Linked DNA regions of Mus musculus: all the other regions are linked to region 1. A link is a contact called in public promoter capture Hi-C data. All regions are on one chromosome and are shown on one strand. The core of a region is the stretch at or near the end of the contact, and the rest is flanking DNA. Distances in the headings are between cores, read along the strand shown.

Region 1 (2,843 bases), core at 208-2,707:
TTAAAAGTCGAAATAAAAACCAAGAGTAGCCGGGCACGATGGCACACTCGGGAGGCAGAGGCAGGCAGATTTCTGAATTCAAGGCCAGCCTGGTCTACAGAGTGAGTTCCAGGACAGCCAGGGCTACACAGAGAAACCCTGTCTCAGAAAACCAAAACAAACAAACAAACAAACAAAAAACCCCAAGGGTATAAAAGGATTACCTGGTGTTGGGTGACTGTAGTACCTGCTACTTAGAATCCAGGAGTTTGGAATAGCCTTGGCAACAGAGCAAACTCCATCTCTTAAAAATAAATAAATAAATAAATAAAGGTAAAAAGAGAATGCAGGGGTTAATCCTTCACACAGAATCCCAGGGCCACCCTGGGTGCCTGGCCCAGTGTGCAAACCTCCAGAGGCCTCCAGGAAGGGCTGGAAGAGGACCCTGGGAGTAAGGAGGACAATGTGATGCCTGTGTCACACTTACTATCCTGTTGTGTCCCCATGCCCATACATGGTCTTGCACAGGTCCCCTCATAGCAGCCGTGCTCACCCTGAGCAGAGCTCAGTCTCCACAGAGCCCAGAGTCATGCACCCTGCCTTCCTGCAGCAGAAGCCTGGAGAGGCATTTCCTGTTAGGGGGCAGCCTCCTCCCGCTCTAAGCCCAGGTTCCCAGGGCCCCTGACTGAGCCAGGGTAAGGAGAGAGCAGGCCTTGGCCTCCTCCCCCCTCCCTAACCCCTAATGCTGGTCCTGCTGGAGCCAAAAAAACTTGGGAGTGAGGTAGGCTGAGCGAAGGGCTCATCAAATACGTGTCTGGTTGAGGTGGTTCTCAAGGAGGTTATCAAGTTGATTCTCACGCAGGGCCCAGGCAGGAATGGGTGGGGCCTCATCGTTGAGACCGTTTAGCAGGCCACATCATCCTAGCTTATCCACCTAAGGGCATACACAGCATGTCAGGAGAGCTGCGTGTGTGAGGCTGGGGTTTGGCGGCCTTAGATAGGGTGTCAGAGAAGATGCTCTTGCCAGGCTTGGAAGGAGTCGTTCACATATGTGTGATGAGAAAGGGCTGGCCCGATCAAGTCGTTGAGCTCAGAATGCAGCCAGTATACTGATACTGGTGAATCCAGATCCCGGCTTTCGGGAGTCTCTCTGGAAGACAGCTTCACCCCAGCTGCCTTAGCTGCAAACAACGCTGAAGTTTCAGAGGGTTGACTGGGGATGCTTCTCAGACAGACAGGTTCCCTTTTCCCTGACTCTCAGCTCTGTAACGCCTGAGGTAGCCCGTTAGTTGTACCTCCCCCCTCCTCTGCCCTTCGCCTCTCACCCCAGAACCCCCCCCACCCCACTGCTTCCTGCTCCAGCAGCCCCCGGGGAGCTAGCAGGGGAGCTGGCAGCGGCCCCAGCCCACTCCTTACAAGGCGTGAGTCCGCCGGGCCCGCCCCCGGCCCTCCCGCCAGAGGCCTTGATCCCTCCCCCTGTCAAGAGCAGCGGCAGGCCCGAGCCGGGCCAGTCGGGGGGCGTCGCGATGCTGCTGCGCCTGCTGCTGGCCTGGGTGGCCGCGGTGCCCGCACTGGGCCAGGTCCCCTGGACGCCGGAGCCTCGAGCCGCGTGCGGCCCCAGCAGCTGCTACGCGCTCTTTCCCCGGCGCCGCACATTCCTGGAAGCTTGGCGGGCGTGCCGCGAATTGGGGGGCAACCTGGCCACACCGCGGACCCCAGAGGAGGCCCAGCGTGTGGACAGCCTGGTGGGGGTCGGGCCGGCCAACGGGCTGCTATGGATTGGGTTGCAGCGGCAGGCTAGGCAATGCCAGCCGCAGCGCCCACTGCGGGGCTTCATATGGACCACGGGAGACCAGGACACCGCCTTCACCAACTGGGCCCAGCCGGCTACGGAAGGACCCTGCCCAGCCCAGCGCTGTGCAGCCCTTGAGGCCAGCGGAGAGCATCGCTGGCTCGAAGGCTCGTGCACACTGGCTGTCGATGGCTACCTCTGCCAGTTTGGTTTTGAGGGTGCCTGCCCTGCCTTGCCGCTTGAGGTGGGTCAGGCCGGTCCCGCTGTCTACACCACACCCTTCAACCTGGTTTCCAGCGAGTTCGAATGGCTGCCCTTTGGCTCCGTGGCAGCTGTGCAGTGCCAAGCTGGCAGGGGAGCTTCTCTGCTGTGCGTGAAACAGCCTTCAGGTGGCGTGGGCTGGTCCCAGACTGGCCCGCTGTGCCCAGGGACTGGCTGTGGTCCTGACAATGGGGGTTGCGAACATGAGTGTGTGGAAGAGGTGGACGGTGCTGTGTCCTGCCGCTGCAGTGAAGGCTTCCGTCTAGCAGCAGATGGGCACAGTTGTGAAGACCCCTGTGCCCAGGCCCCCTGTGAGCAGCAGTGTGAACCTGGAGGGCCACAAGGCTATAGCTGCCACTGTCGCCTTGGCTTCCGGCCAGCTGAGGATGATCCACACCGCTGCGTGGACACGGATGAGTGCCAGATTGCTGGTGTGTGCCAGCAGATGTGTGTCAACTATGTTGGTGGCTTTGAGTGTTACTGCAGCGAGGGTCACGAGCTTGAGGCAGATGGTATCAGCTGTAGCCCTGCAGGAGCCATGGGTGCCCAGGCTTCCCAGGATCTCAGAGATGAGTTGCTGGATGATGGAGAAGAAGGGGAGGATGAAGAGGAGCCCTGGGAGGACTTTGATGGCACCTGGACAGAGGAACAGGGGATCCTATGGCTGGCACCTACACATCCACCTGACTTTGGCCTGCCCTATAGGCCCAACTTCCCACAGGATGGAGAGCCTCAGAGATTGCACCTGGAGCCTACCTGGCCACCCCCACTTAGTGCCCCCAGGGGCCCCTACCACTCCTCAGTGGTGTCT
Region 2 (2,843 bases), core at 116-2,615, 390 kb after region 1:
AGAGGCACTCAGCAGGCACATCAACAGCTCTGAATGCCTGAAGAGAGAAATTTGGGAGATAGCCCAGGTTTCTAGAACGAGATGGGTGCTGAGGCTGCCACGGAGATAAGAGTACAGGGAAACAGACTGGAGCTGAGAGGGATCTGTCTAGAAACCCTAAAATGTGCTCCGCCTAGGGACCAGAAGTGGAGTGGGAGACCTGGTCTTATAAACCAGGACCTCCTCCAGGACCTCCTCCCCCTGTCTCTAGGTAGCAACCCGCAAGTGCACTGAGATGAACTGGCTTTTGTAGAACTCATTTTCCCCCATTTTTCGAGACAGGATTTCTCTGTGTAGCCCTGGCTGTCCTGAAACTCACTCTGTAGACCAGGCTAACCTCCAATTCAGATATCTGCCTGCCTTCCAAGTGCTGGGATTAAAGGTTATACAGGGTTAATTTTATTAGTAATTATAGCCAGTAAGCTATATTTATGTATTATACAACAGTGCATACATATGTAGAGATCAGGTGATAAGGACTAGGTATACTGGTGGTTCCTATCCTGTAATCTCAATGCTTGGGAGGTTGAAGATCAAAGACTGCTGCCAATTTAGACTAGCCTGGACTACAAAGTAAGACCTTGTCTTAACAAACAAACAAAACAAAACCTGGAGCTGGTTCTTTCCTTACACAGTATGGGTGCAGGAGAACGAACTCAGGCTTGGTGGCTCCTGTGTAAATCTTTTACTGCCTCATGAAAAGACAAAGAAGACAGCCTTACTAGATGGGTGCCCCTGCAGATACCTACTTCCAGGCAGAGCTCTGAAAGACTTTAAGTGAAGTCACTAGCTTGTGTGTGGGTGTAGTATGTGGTGAAAAACTGGGGCTGGAGAGAAAGCTAAGTGGTTACAAGCAAGGAACCACAACCATATGTGCAACTAACTCATATTTGCCTGTAAATTTAACTCCAGGGGACCTGATACCTCAGGTCTCAAAGAACATTTGCACTCACACGTACACACCCTCTCCCCACATACACATTATTCAAAACAATAAAAATAAATACACTCCGGGAACAAGAAAAATGGTCATCTGTCTGTCTTATGGACAATGGAAGTAAGGGCCACATACACCTAGCAATCGCTACGATAGAACCTTGGAAACATTCTAATTTAGGATACAGGTCAAAACTGGGAGGCTCTGAGAAAACTGAGAAGATGGGAGTGACAGAAGGGGTTAACGGGAGAATCTGCAAGACAGGGTAGACTGAGAGAAGACTATCCCGACATCTTCCGAAAAACCGTTCACAGAGCTGAGCGGTGTCTCACTAGCTCCGTCCCGGAAGTGGTCCTTCATCAGCTCCGGGTGCCCGGAGCAAAATCTCCGAACTCCCGGAAGTCGCTCTGCGGCTACTCGCCCGGCCGGGGCCCGTACAAGCTCCAGCTTCGGGCGAACCCGGCCCGGGCATCGTCATGACCAGCGAACTAGACATTTTCGTGGGGAACACGACCCTTATAGATGAAGACGTGTATCGCCTCTGGCTGGATGGTTACTCAGGTCTGTGAGCCGCCCTCCCGGGAAGCTGTTGTTGGGGATCGGGAAGAGGGGGCGTGGCTAGGATTTAGGCTTGGTTTAGGGAAGTGGACAGACTGCGGGAAGTCGGGGAAGTGTAAGGATTGGAGGTGGAGGTGGAACCCCTGGAGGGCCTCTAGGGTCTTATGGTAGCGCCCACTCCTCAGTGAACGATGCAGTGGCTCTGCGAGTACGCTCCGGAATCTTGGAGCAGACGGGAGCCACCACAGGAGTGCTGCAGAGCGACACCATGGACCACTACCGCACCTTTCACATGCTTGAGCGTCTGCTGCACGCGCCGCCGAAGCTGCTGCACCAGCTCATCTTCCAGATTCCTCCCTCCCGACAGACACTCCTCATCGAGAGGTGCTCACCAGGGGTGGGGGACGGGGGTGGGTACTGGCAGGGATGTCAGTCAATCTGACTTATACCCATTTTGTAGACTGAAGCTGAGTCTGGGGGGAGGGTATTGGGATATACACAGGGGTAGATGGGGTGAACTCAGGAAATTAGAAAATTGAGAACAAGAGAAACCAATTCCAAACTCCCTTCTCCTTCCCTAATGGATCACCAATAATGACCTGTGCCTCCACAAGGTACTACACCTTTGATGAGGCCTTTGTTCGGGAGGTCTTGGGCAAGAAGCTGTCCAAGGGTACCAAGAAAGACCTGGATGACATCAGCACCAAAACAGGAATTACTCTCAAGAGCTGCCGGAGGCAGGTGGGTTCTACACATAACACCACTACCTGTCTAGCCCACCTCTGGATCCTTCTTACTACTCTAGCCCCACCTCTAGCCCGTGGTCTAGCCCATGATTGTGGAACCAGTTCCTTCTTCATATAAACCCTCTCCTCCCTCCACCTCCCCTCTGGCCAGGCGGACCAGGCTTAGGCTCAGTCTGACCGTGGCTTTCCTTTGCTTATAGATTTTCATTGGCTCCCACTGTCCTCGACCTTCAGACTCAGGTTGGGTCACTATAGACCTCTCTGGACTTAACATTTCTTGAGCCCCAAGTTTGTTTTTGTTCATGGTACTCCTGCCTAGAAGATGCTGTTCTTGGCCACATCTATCCCTTGAAATCGACAAGGGAGCTAGATCCTACCTTATCCATGAGCCGTTTTGGTAGCATTCATGCCTTGTCTTTAAGGGAGAAGTACCAGGGTGTAAACTGGGCGCAGATGGCTATGGGTATGGGTCTGGGCTCTTGCTACAACCTTTATAGGCCTTGAGTGCCTTTCCTTTGTGTCTAGAATGAGTTCGTGTGTGTATGCTGCTTGGTTCACTCCAA
Region 3 (2,843 bases), core at 95-2,594, 360 kb before region 1:
TGTGCAAGGCCACTGATCGACCACTGGGCTACCCCAGACCCCAAATCTATACTTTTAATTCTTCTGCCCTACTCTTTCTCTGAACAGACTAAGAATCACAAGATAAGGAGTCTCTGCCGTAAGTTAACTTGGTTAATTTGGACTTCCACTTAGGTGTCTGAATATCATTTTGATTATTAATAAGAGTGAAAATTAGAATGCTTTTAAGGTTTTTCAAAAGATTGTGCAATACTGGAATGAAGAATTAATTTAAAAACACTATTCTTTTGGTCAATCACAAGACCTAATATCACCCTTGCCTACTCTAACCACAACCTAACAGGCTGTCTCTGAGACCCTCAGTTCCCAGAATCCTGAGCCACAGAAACGAAAGGTTTGCAGTTTGCCTGATGCTGAGCTGATTCCCATCTCATCATCAGTTTTAATGTCTCCTGGCCATGTTTCCATGACGACTATCATGTACAGCTTGGCCTAGTCCTGAACATCCTGACTACTCCGGCTCTGGGGTCAGGAGAAGCTCATGTTTACACTGCTGGATGGAGTGAGGTAGTTTTTTTGTTTTGTTTGTAATTACAAATTCTTGGCTGGCCTGGAATTCCCATGTAGAGCAGGCTGGCTTTGAACTCAGGATTTGCCTGTCTCTGCCTCTTTCTGAACTCTGGGATTAAAGGCGTAGCACATTCTACATAAGTGACTTTTTAAAAATCATAAACACCCTGAAATACAGTTTACAGAAGGCTAAATTCCCGTTTAATGATAGAATCTCAGATCTGATTAGCAGTTTAACAAAACTCCCCAGTCCCTCCCCAACCCACTTTATACACGAGGAAAACCAGGGCCAGATGGATAAAACAATGCAACTGTTTGGTGGTGGTAGCAAGGTTTTGTTTTACTTTACAGATTTTTTAAAACTACATTGAACACAGTGATCTTACTCTGTGAAAATCATACCTGAAAAGTAGTGTGATTACATGTAGCTGTTTTAGATATGCATACCTTCCCAGAAAGAAGCAAAATGGTAAAATTTAGTTAACGATAAAGCTATTTTAATACCCTAAGCTCAATAATTCACTGAAAGAACATTCTTTTTGTGGTCCTTTCTTGTCCATCTCAGGCATTCCTAGTGTATGAAAGGGCCTAGCTCTTCTCAGGAGTATAGAACCCAAAGGCTTGCTACAAAAATCCATCTTTTTTTTTTTTTTTTTTTTTTTTTCTCCCTTCTGGTACCTCCCTGAGCTTAGTTAGCTCTCCAATCTGGAGGAACAGTACTTTCAGAGCTGGAGTGGGGGTGGGAGTGTCACATGACATAACGCACTTTTAGCACCCACTGCTAGCACCCACTCTGTGCATTTGCTCTGATTTGGGCATATTTCCTTCCTCTCCTAGGCAGATAGCAGCTCACCTTGGTTAATGCCATTAAACCGTAGACCACTCAGCTGCTAATAAACCAGGAAGAAACCCGGCCGTGCTAGGACTAGAAATGTCCATCCCTGCCCCCAACCCCCTTAAGACAGTGACTAGGCCGGAATTCTCCTGGTTGATAAATGAGAGGAGCTGAGGAGCCGCTGTGATGACGGTTCCGAGAATCTGATTTGTGAGAAGGCGAATCTCCAGGAGCACCATGGAGATGCTTTTGGAAAGCGGGCCAGCCTACCTGCCAGAAGGAGGACGAGAGAAAGGGGGCAAGGCAGAGAGAAACGCTTAAGCGAGATGGCCTGGAGGTGCCCCAAAAGGGACCTTTGAAAAGGAAACGGAGGCCGCATCTCGGGGAAACCTCGGAGGTAAGTGACATTTAAAGGGGTTGCGCATCCAGGCAAAGGCGCGACAGAGACAAAGGTGGAATTCCAAACTGGGAAGAATAAGCCTGGTTAACTGTGGGTGGTACCCAGACGCCCAAGGGTGTCGCGGGGCTGGCGAGGACCGGAAGGTGGGGGTCAATCGGGGCATCCACGCGGAAGACAGTGGGGGGTCGGGAACTGGCGAAGGAGCGAACGTCCTGCGTTTGCCCCGGGGAAGGTCAGAGACCCCCTACCGGAGAACTACTGCAGGAACCTAGAGGGGCCGCGGTTGCCATGACGCCGGGTGGGGAGGGGGATGACTCGCGCCCCGCCCCAAGCCCCGCGGGGCCGCGAGCTCCAGATGGTCCCGGGCCTCCCGCGGGAGCCGACGGCCTGCGGCAGGGGGAGGCTATTGTCCTCCTTCCGCGGCGCCGCAGTCCCGCCGCTCGCGCCCGCGCGCAGCCGCCACGCGCCCCGCGGCCGCCGGCCCCGCGCGCCCCCCGCGCCGCTCGCGCCCTGTGACAGCGCCCTCCTGCCGTGCGCCCTGGGCCGCCCCGCCACCGCCGCCAGTAACCTCCCGCAACCACCCCTCGCGACCGGGCTGTGGGCGCGGCGACAAGTGTGCCCCCACTAGCCGCGCTCCCCGTGCCCGGCAGGCGCTCCGCACCCAGGTAGGTGCAGCCGGCGCCCCGGCCCGCTTTGTCCCGGCCGGCAAGGAGGCGCGCTTTGTGCGGCCGCGTGCAGGCGGCGGGGTCGGTCCTGGGGAGCTCAGGAGGGAGGATGCGACGCCGAGTTCCCGGGTCCTGTGCGGGACACCCAGGTATCGCTGTGAAGATTCTGGGGGCCGAGGCTTGGGGCACGCGGACCTCTATGGAGCGCAGAGAAGAGTCTGGAAGAGTTGGGCTGACAGACGCGCTGATGGATCGGGGTCGCCTGGGCTCGGAGCGCTTCTGGCAGCGCATGTTTTTAGCGGTGCGTCGGTTCCTGCGGCGGACCGGCCAGTGCTGGTAGTGGGACTGGGGACGCACTAGGTCTGCCTGGGGCCTGTGAATACCCAGCTTCATC
Region 4 (2,843 bases), core at 248-2,747, 340 kb after region 1:
TGCAACCCAGGCTGGCTTTGAGTTCTTGATCCTCTTGCCCAGGCTCCAAGTGCTGGAACTGTAAGTGTGTGCCACATTTTAATTGTTTTTAATTTTTTAAAAAATATTGACATTTTTACTTGATATGTATGGGTGTTTTACCCACAAGTATATCTGTATGTATATCACATGAATTCAGTGCCTGCTGAGGTCAGAAGAGAACACTGGATCTGGAAAGGAGTTACAGTTGTGAGCCTCCATGTGGGTGCTGGGAACCCAACCGAAATCCTCTGGAAGAGCAGCCAGTGCTCTTATCCTCTGAGCTGTCTCTCCAGCCCCAGCCTGATCCACACTCTGCCACTTTTGACCCTCATCCTTGTCAGAAGTATGAATGGATTCAAATTGGATTCTATCTATCTATCTATCTATCTATCTATCTATCTATCTATCTATCTATCTATCTAAGAAAGAGTCTAATGTAGCCCAGGCTAGCTTTGAACTTGCTATACAGACAAGGATAAACTTCAACTTCTGATCCTCCTGCCTCCACCTCCCTAGCGTGGAGATTACAGTGCTCGCCACTGTGCCTGGTTTATTTGGTGCTGGACCCTTAACTCAAGGCTTCTTGCATCCCAGGCACGCACCCTGCCTCCTGAAACGTGCTCCCGGTGCAAGGGTAGATTTCTTAGACTTTTACACTTATTTATCTATTTGTGGATAGGCTGGGGTGTGTGGTCTGGGATGCATGTGACCACTGGGAGGATAACTTATAGTCAGTTCTCCCCTTCTGCCGTGTGAGTCTCAGCTGTCAAGCTTAGGTTGACGTTATGTTTCGTGGCTCCTTTACCCGCTGAGGTGTCTTGCCAGCCTCTAGGGTAAATTTTGAGAGAGTGAGTTGGTAATGACATCAGTTTGGAAACAGCTGGTATCCTGCTGAGATCTCAAACCTGAAGCTACTAAACTGTCTTCTTTCCCTCTTCCTGTCCTCCTCCTCTTCCTCCTCCTCCTCCTCCTCCTCCTTTTTTATGTTTGTTTTTTTTTTCAAGACATGATTTCACTGTGTAACTCTTATTCGCGTTCTCACGACCGGCCAGGAAAGAACACAACAAACCAGAATCTTCTGCGGCAAAACTTTATTGCTTACATCTTCAGGAGCCAGGAGCGCAAACCCCCAGCCCCAAAAGCGAAAGCCACCCCAATCTTACATCTTTAGGAGCCAGAGCTCCGGCGCGCCAAAGCGCAGAGCGCGCTCTATTGTTTACATCTTTAGGAGCCAGAGCGCCGGGCGCGCAGAGCAAGAGAGAATGGCCGAAACCCCGTCCCCTTTAAGGAGGAGTTATCCTTCGCTTAGGACGCATCACTCCCTGATTGGCTGCAGCCCATGGCCGAGCTGACGTTCACGGGAAAGGCAGAGTACAAGTAGTCGTAAAATACCCTTGGCACATGCGCAGATTATTTGTTTACCACTTAGAACACAGGATGTCAGCGCCATCTTGTGACGGCGAATGTGGGGGCGGCTCCCAACATGTAACCTTGACTGGACTGGAACTCACTCTGTAGACCAGGCTGGCTTCAAACTCAAAGATCCACCTGCCCCTGCTGGGTGCTGGGACTAAAGGCCTGCACCACACGCCTGACTGGTGAATTGTCTTCTAATTCTAAATCTGGTACTAAGTGCTCTAAGAAAGCTCAAGAGGCTCACTGGTGTTGTGGTGGCCCAGGGCGTCAGTAGTGCCGTGACCTCCAGCAAGCGTATGGCCTGGCAGTGGAGACTGACTAACCCTAAGGTAAAAAAACGGATCCTGTGAGGGGAGCCCCCATAGAATGGGTCTGCGTGTGCCAGAGGGAAGAAAATCAGAGCCATCGAAACATAGGGGCTACCATTTGCTGAAGTTGGGGTCGATCTGGAAAGGTGTCCCAGAAAACACAGGCAGCACCCACAGATAAGAACAGCTTTTGTAGTTTAAACTCTTTAAATGTGTAAGGATGTTTTGCTTGCGTGTATGTCCGTGCCCCACATGCCCAGAGAGTCCAGAAGAGGGCGCTGGTCACTGAAACTGAAGTTACAGATCGTTATGAGCCGCTATGTGGGACCTGGAAGCTGAACCCTCTGTGGTACACTCTCCCATCTGTGGTACACTCTCCCATCTGTGGTACACTCTCCCATCTGTGGTACACTCTCCCATCTGTGGTACACTCTCCCATCTGTGGTACACTCTCCCATCTGCTGAGCATCTCTTCCTGCTGGAGTAGCTTTATCTTGCTGGAGTAGCTTTATCCAGCACCTGGAGGAGCCAGTCATGCCCACTCCTCCTTTACCACCGTTCTCCTCCCATCCCTTTACAATAGGAGAGCAGGAGTTTGGAGTAGAGGGTGAGGATAGGAAGGACGCTTCCCTCTGTGCTCGATGGTAGGGGCTCCACTGGCCAGGAGAGCAGCAACTGTGTTGTTCTAAATCAAGTTCAGAGAGGCGAACACAAAGTAAGAGTGAGTCAAGCTCAGAGATCTGACGGTGACGTAAAACCAGTCACTTTATTTTAAATCACTCATTCATTTGTTCTATTTATTTTTATTGTTATTGTGTGTGCATGATAGGAAGGGGGTGGCTACTGCCACAGCATGTATGTGGGGTCAGAAGTCAACTTTGTTCTCTCTTGCCACTTTCATGTGGGTTCTGGGAATTGAACTCATGTCATCCGGCTTGCACAGAGAGCACTTTCCCCATTGAGTCACCTCACTATCCCCTATTTTATGTTTTAGGGGGGTCACCTCCACTATCTTACTCTGCAGCTCAGGCTAGCCTCAAATTTTCTTAAAGGTGTGTGCCTTCATGCCAGGCTAGCAGAGATTTCTTTAGTGACTTT
Region 5 (2,843 bases), core at 127-2,626, 310 kb before region 1:
CAGCAACCACATGGTGGCTCATAACCATCCATAGCGAGATCTGACTCTCTCTTCTGAAGTGTCTGAGGACAGCTACAGTGTACTTACATATAATAAATAAATAAATAAATCTTAAAAAAGAAAAAAATGGGAACTGTTAGTAGAGCATTAGTTGTGGAGCCCCCACAAATTTGGGAAGAGATCCCAAAATACAATGTACAAGGTTAGGTGATAGCAGATCCCGAGGAGGTTCCAGGACAGCCAAGACTGCCAGAAAACCCCATCTCGAAAAACAAACCAAAAAAAATTAATTTTAAAAATGTGTAATTACAATTAGACAATGCCTTCTGAAATGAGTGGGAAACATGGATTTGGTAAAGAAATGTTTCCAAGTAGCTTGGGTGCAGGAAGTCAACTCGGGGAACTGATCTCTATACTATTGGAGGAGCTGGTGTTGGAACTACCACAATGGGGAATTGTTTTGACAACAATGGGGATGGTCTAACAACCATCCCGGTGCCTCTTCTAGGAGATGAATTCAATCCCTCAATGTCTGTAAGCCCGCTGCTTTGTGATAGTGATCCACCAAGCTGGTACCCTGCTTGCCACCAGGAGGTGCCCTTGGACCGCAACAGAGAGTCTGGAGCCTGACAATTGCCTGTGCCTCAGGCAGCTTGGGACGGATGCGGAACCCTTGTCACTCATTCCCCAAACCTGGATTCTCCCTGGACCTCTGGACAACGTATTCCTTGGTAATGCTCACCACATTTCAGGAACCAGGATAGACAGATACTACGAGGGAAAGCCAGCCCACGTATATTCATGAATAAACATGACAAAGTATAGTTTGGATAGAGAAATGCCTCCCTCAGACCTAACCTAGTTCTAACCCAGATTATCTTTCTACTCCACTCTCAGTCTCAGCTTCTTCACCAATGAACAACACTATTGCAGTGAAAATTAAATTGTTTTACGGGAATTCTTACCCCTTCCTACCCAAACAAGGGAGAGATTAGGTTAAGATGTGGTAGTGCCTGGGTTTCTGAAGTATCGCTCTCAGCAGCCAGAGGTTGAGAAAACCCCCTTCTAGCGGGCCCAGTGACACAACCCTTTGTCATCAGCCCCCTCGACAGTGCGCCCAATACCACGATCCATTGTGATGCTTAGAGACTCCCCCGGGCCTTACGGTTTTGCCAAGGCAATGGTTGCTTCCTGAGCCCCCTTGACGCGCAAGCCGCGACCCACTCCCAAGGCGGTGATTGGCTAGCCCGGGCTGGGGGCGGGCTGACCTTCGCTCCGCAGTGCCGTCACCACATGACCCCGCCCCCGCACGGGGGGCGGACAGTTGTGTGCGGCCGCAGGATTGGTCGCCCCGCTCCTGCGAGGGGGAGGGGAGGCAGGCAGCGCGCACTCGCGCGTGCGTGAGCTGGCGCGCGAGAAAGCGCCCGGTCGCGCCGAGGCTCGAGCGGCCGTCGCCATTTTGTAGGGTTCTCTCTGACGCGGGACCCGCCGCCACCGCCGGCACCACCCGGAGGTAGGAGAGGATGCTGTGGGTGTGTGGGAAGCCCTGGAGCGGACTGGGCCGGACCTCGGAGGGCCGGGAAGGCTCGGGTTTGGGGCCACTCATCTTCTGAGGAAGGTCCCGGGAAGACAAGGAAAGGAGGCGGGGCCGGGTCTCCGGAGGGGGCGGGGCAGGGGTCGGGCCGAGTCTTTGTTGGGATGTTGCAGCGGAGGTTGGGCCGCTGAGGATAGGGGTCCAGTGTTGGGTGAAAGAGGGCTTTCGTTCTTGGAGTATGGTGGGAGGGGATACCGCGCTGTGGAGAGGTACACAGATTTCCCTCCAAAAACCCGTAACTAGGGACATTCAGATACTTCATGCCTTCCACTTGTCTTTCATCCCTGTGCTAAACCGTGAAGGAGCTAACCTTGTAGAGTCAATGTGCCTGACCTCACGGATATATATCTTAGACCTTGTTGTGCATTCTGACCCCCGACCTTCTGTTGGCATTGTCACACAGCAGTTCCTCTCTCAAAAAGAACTGTGAGGGTCGGGGTGTGCTGTAGTGTCAGTTTCTCACTTCACACCTGACTTTTAAAATCTTGTTTCTTCTCTGCCAGGCTCTTGTCAGGATGGTGAAGCTGTTCATTGGAAATCTGCCCCGGGAGGCCACAGAGCAGGAGATCCGCTCACTCTTCGAGCAGTACGGGAAGGTGCTGGAATGTGACATCATTAAGAATTATGGCTTTGTGCACATAGAGGACAAGACGGCCGCTGAGGATGCCATACGCAACCTGCACCACTACAAGCTGCACGGAGTGAACATCAATGTGGAAGCCAGCAAGAATAAGAGCAAAGCTTCAACCAAGTTACACGTGGGCAACATCAGCCCCACTTGTACCAACCAAGAGCTTCGGGCCAAGTTTGAGGAGTACGGCCCAGTCATCGAATGTGACATCGTGAAAGATTATGCCTTTGTACACATGGAGCGGGCAGAGGATGCGGTGGAGGCCATCAGGGGCCTCGACAACACAGAGTTTCAAGGTGAACTGTTCTGGGGATTGGGTGGCAGACCTTCGTGGAGTCTCTAGCTCAAGGCAGAGGGAAGAACACAAGACCACAGGGCTTCAAGAGTGGCTTCTGCCATTCTTTTAAATGCAAAGAACAGGTTATGTTTACTACTCTTAGCATAATTCACTCTGGGGAAGTAAGCCTTCCCCATTGTATTCGCCAAGCTCCTTCTCCACAACTGCATGGGCTCCTGCCTGCCTGCCTTTGGTCTTCATTCACTTGAGTACTGTCACAAGTCTTAAGTTGCCTAGGCAGAGAAGTAGTTAGGTAGTGTGAGAAGGGCTAGAGGTTAGGA
Region 6 (2,843 bases), core at 181-2,680, 280 kb after region 1:
CCGGGGACAGACCATGAGTGGTCCCAAAACATGGAATCAGAAGGCAGGAGATGCTCCCAGGTTTATCTCAGGCAACTCCTACCCCACGAGGAATCCCCAGTCTCTCTTCTGCACTCCACCCTGGCCTGAGTCATACAAGAGCCAAAGCGAACAGGTGGAGCCAGGCTTCTGCCTGACCAGATAGACTGGTCAGGATAGACAAGCTAAGGGCCTCAGACCCTGCATGGGGTTGGGATGGGGTCGGTGCTGTTACCTCCTGCTGCCCCCCTGCAGCCAGAGGGCAGGTGGTGAGGTCCATGTGTTCTCCAGAGACTCTGGTCTTTCGGCACTCTGTGCTTTCTATGTCCAAAGTCAGGTAGTACTTGATGCCAGCCACCAGCTGGGAACCAAACAGGGCAGGTGAGAGATGCCTGGGAGTCCAACCTGTGTGTCTATGCTTTCCCTCCCTCTAAGAGTCTCCACTCTCCCAGGCAAATGCAACCCTCTGACCTACATATTCAGACCTGGAGTGGAGGCAGGAACTTCTGTGTGTGAGCAGAGCCCTAGGCTGGGCAAGAAGCTGGAGAGCTCCTGTCTGCGGCTAGACTGTAAAGGTGAATGGTATGTGGCACCTACACTGGGCCCTTCCACTCCACCTGGCAGGTTGGGGAAGTGAGGTTAGTTATGCCAAAGGAGGCTGCATCCTGCATTTCTTTGATAGTTAGATAGCGCTGCTTCCAGAGGACTTTACTAATCTGTTTTGTTTTGAAGTATTTCATAGAAAGGTCTGGGGGTTATGGTTGGTTTTAGTGCCCCCTTGTGTTTGGTAGCAAGCTAAGCAGCTCTCTGTTTATCTCCTGTCTCCTGTCACCTGTCCTCGGTCCCCCTGTCCCTGTCCCTCTCCAAATTGTCCCTCTCCACAGCCACTCTGTTCCATAACCTGTCCCACAACCTCTGTCCCAGCCACCGCACCTGATATTTTGCATCGATGACTTTGGTGTCTCGGAAGTAGTAGAGGCTGTCGCTGCCCATATTGTAGCTGGCCACAGCTGCCTGTGCGGCCTTTTGCACCCGCGGGTCGGTGGGTGACAAGTTCTGGCGTTCTCCGGTCCTGCGGCTCCGCAGCTCGGCGCGGGCGTCAGGTGACAGGGTCAGGAGGCAGAATGCGAGCAGGCCAAGGCCCATCGCCAGCGGGAAGTGAGGACGCTCCATAGCCGCGGATTCAGTGTCTGGACTTCCATCCTGCGCGGCTTTTACAGCCTTCGCGGGCCCCTCCCGGCCCCGCCCAACGCCTGCTTGTTTCCTTAGCAAGCCTGGACCAGCTTGCAGGTGCCTGGAGGCGGGTGCACCTCCCCTACCTACGCAGTGTAAGAACCAGAGATGGCACACAGGTCCCAGAACCTCTACGTGTAGAGATGCTGGCCTATCATTCCTATCTCCCAGGAGGGAGAGAACAGTTCATACCAGGGCCCTGACGTTTGAGTTGCCAAAAGCAATTATATGGTTACATTCTTACTGCTATCATTTTATCATTTCCTTTTCTCTTTCTTTCTTTCTTTCTTTCTTTCTTTCTTTCTCTCTCTCTTTCTTTCTTGTTTGTTTGTTTGTTTCGAGACAGGGTTTCTCTGTGTAGCTCTGGCTGTCCTGGAACTCACTTTGTAGACCAGACTGGTCTCGAACTCAGAAATCACCTGCCTCTGCCTCCCGAGTGCTGGGATTAAAGGTGTGCACCACTATCATCCGGCATTGCCACCATTTTCTTATCGTGCCATTTTTAGAGAAATTATAACTCCCAGCCTGCATTTCTTCTTCTGAAAAATAAATGCTATAAGGATCGATGAACTGACACAGGTAAAGAGCCTAAGAGAGGCCGGGTGCCATGCAAACAAACGGTGGGTGGGTAGGAGTCCTTACTACTCAAGCCGGCACTACTGTCCCTCACAGCCATGGTGGACCCGGTTGGCTGACCCTTTCACTTTGCAGAGGTGGGACGCCATGGCACAGAAGGGAGAAGTAATATGTGCAACGATTTCAACTGGTCCCTAGTAAGTAAGTATACTGAAGAGCCTAAGTCGTGTGTGTGTGTGTGTGTGTGTGTGCTATAAAATAAGATCTTGTGTGTCCCTGGCTGACCTTGAATTTCATAGCTCAGGATGACTTTGAACTCCTGATCTCCCTGCTTCTCCCTTCCAAGTGCTAGCATTACCATCATATTTTATTTGGTGCTGAGAACAGAATGCAGGGCTTCATGTGTGCTAGAGACAAGCACTCTACCAACTAATATCCCTAGCCTCATTTCATTTTGCTGGGCTTGAACCTAGGGTCTTATGCATGCTGGGCAAACACTTCACCTGCAGCCCTCGTTTTTTTTGTTTGTTTGTTTGTTTGTTTGTTTTGTTTTCAAGACAGGGTTTCTCTATGTATCCCTGGCTGTCCTGGAACTCACTCTGTATGTAGACCAGGCTGGCCTCGTACTCAGAGATCTGCCTGCCTCTGCCTCCCAAGTGCTGGGATTAAAGGCATGCGCCACCATGCCCGGCATGCAGCCCTCGTTTTACTCCTTATCTCTAGATAGGGACTTGTTGATCACCCAGGCTGACCGTGAAGCCCTTGCTCTGTAGACTGCAGGCCTTGAGTCTGTGGCTTCCCAGCTTCAGCCTCCTGGCAGGGATTACAAGCCTGTGCTACCAGGTCAAGTTCTTGTCTATGTTCTTAGCTCAGGCTGAGTTTGAAAAGAAAGACTTGCCTCCGAAGAGGGGTGAGTCACGCCAGGTGCCATCTTTCTAACTGGGAGGCTTTGGATAGTCACTCAGGGCCTGGGTGTCCTACGGGAAATAGGATGACAAGTCTTTTTTCCTAAAGCT

Evidence for each region. Promoter capture Hi-C pulls out the DNA fragments that hold promoters and counts their contacts. Capture Hi-C pulls out chosen DNA fragments and counts their contacts.
Region 2: a contact with region 1 is called in a promoter capture Hi-C map of stem cell-derived epiblast-like cells, with 3 times the contacts expected there. A contact is called at or near these places in 7 of 39 promoter capture datasets (the 3T3-L1 cell line, the SN4741 cell line, liver and 2 more), 1 of 484 Hi-C or Micro-C datasets (embryonic stem cells), 2 of 130 datasets of targeted methods (extraembryonic endoderm stem cells and pancreatic cancer cells) and 1 of 9 other capture datasets (adipose tissue).
Region 3: a contact with region 1 is called in a promoter capture Hi-C map of cranial neural crest. A contact is called at or near these places in 1 of 39 promoter capture datasets (cranial neural crest), 1 of 130 datasets of targeted methods (pancreatic cancer cells) and 3 of 9 other capture datasets (adipose tissue, liver and pancreatic islet).
Region 4: a contact with region 1 is called in a promoter capture Hi-C map of liver, with 2.9 times the contacts expected there. A contact is called at or near these places in 4 of 39 promoter capture datasets (the HPC-7 cell line, cranial neural crest and liver), 4 of 130 datasets of targeted methods (bone marrow-derived macrophages, embryonic stem cells, forebrain and 1 more) and 3 of 9 other capture datasets (adipose tissue, liver and pancreatic islet).
Region 5: a contact with region 1 is called in a promoter capture Hi-C map of pre-B cells, with 4 times the contacts expected there. A contact is called at or near these places in 4 of 39 promoter capture datasets (cranial neural crest, hippocampal neurons, pre-B cells and 1 more), 2 of 484 Hi-C or Micro-C datasets (embryonic stem cells and rod photoreceptor), 2 of 130 datasets of targeted methods (extraembryonic endoderm stem cells and pancreatic cancer cells) and 1 of 9 other capture datasets (liver).
Region 6: a contact with region 1 is called in a promoter capture Hi-C map of pancreatic islet. A contact is called at or near these places in 2 of 39 promoter capture datasets (both in liver), 2 of 130 datasets of targeted methods (bone marrow-derived macrophages and pancreatic cancer cells) and 3 of 9 other capture datasets (adipose tissue, liver and pancreatic islet).

The regions. Positions count from the first base shown.
Region 1 is chr19:5,066,621-5,069,463 of GRCm38.p6, forward strand. Cd248 (CD248 antigen, endosialin) reads left to right here and starts at 1,458. Exons shown (of 1, transcript NM_054042.2): 1 at 1,458-2,843. The coding sequence starts at 1,506.
Region 2 is chr19:5,459,242-5,462,084 of GRCm38.p6, forward strand. Fibp (fibroblast growth factor (acidic) intracellular binding protein) reads left to right here and starts at 1,366. Exons shown (of 10, transcript NM_021438.4): 1 at 1,366-1,537; 2 at 1,720-1,918; 3 at 2,149-2,275. The coding sequence starts at 1,453.
Region 3 is chr19:4,709,864-4,712,706 of GRCm38.p6, forward strand. It overlaps Sptbn2 (spectrin beta, non-erythrocytic 2), which reads left to right and starts at 1,345. Exons shown (of 37, transcript NM_021287.2): 1 at 1,345-1,781.
Region 4 is chr19:5,405,318-5,408,160 of GRCm38.p6, forward strand. 4930481A15Rik (RIKEN cDNA 4930481A15 gene) reads left to right here and starts at 1,498. Exons shown (of 4, transcript NR_027938.2): 1 at 1,498-1,766.
Region 5 is chr19:4,755,149-4,757,991 of GRCm38.p6, forward strand. Rbm4b (RNA binding motif protein 4B) reads left to right here and starts at 1,377. Exons shown (of 4, transcript NM_025717.3): 1 at 1,377-1,513; 2 at 2,098-2,521. The coding sequence starts at 2,110. All of the region lies in intron 2 of Gm21992 (predicted gene 21992), which reads right to left.
Region 6 is chr19:5,348,144-5,350,986 of GRCm38.p6, forward strand. It overlaps Cst6 (cystatin E/M), which reads right to left and starts at 1,431. Exons shown (of 3, transcript NM_028623.5): 1 at 952-1,431; 2 at 254-379. The coding sequence starts at 1,191.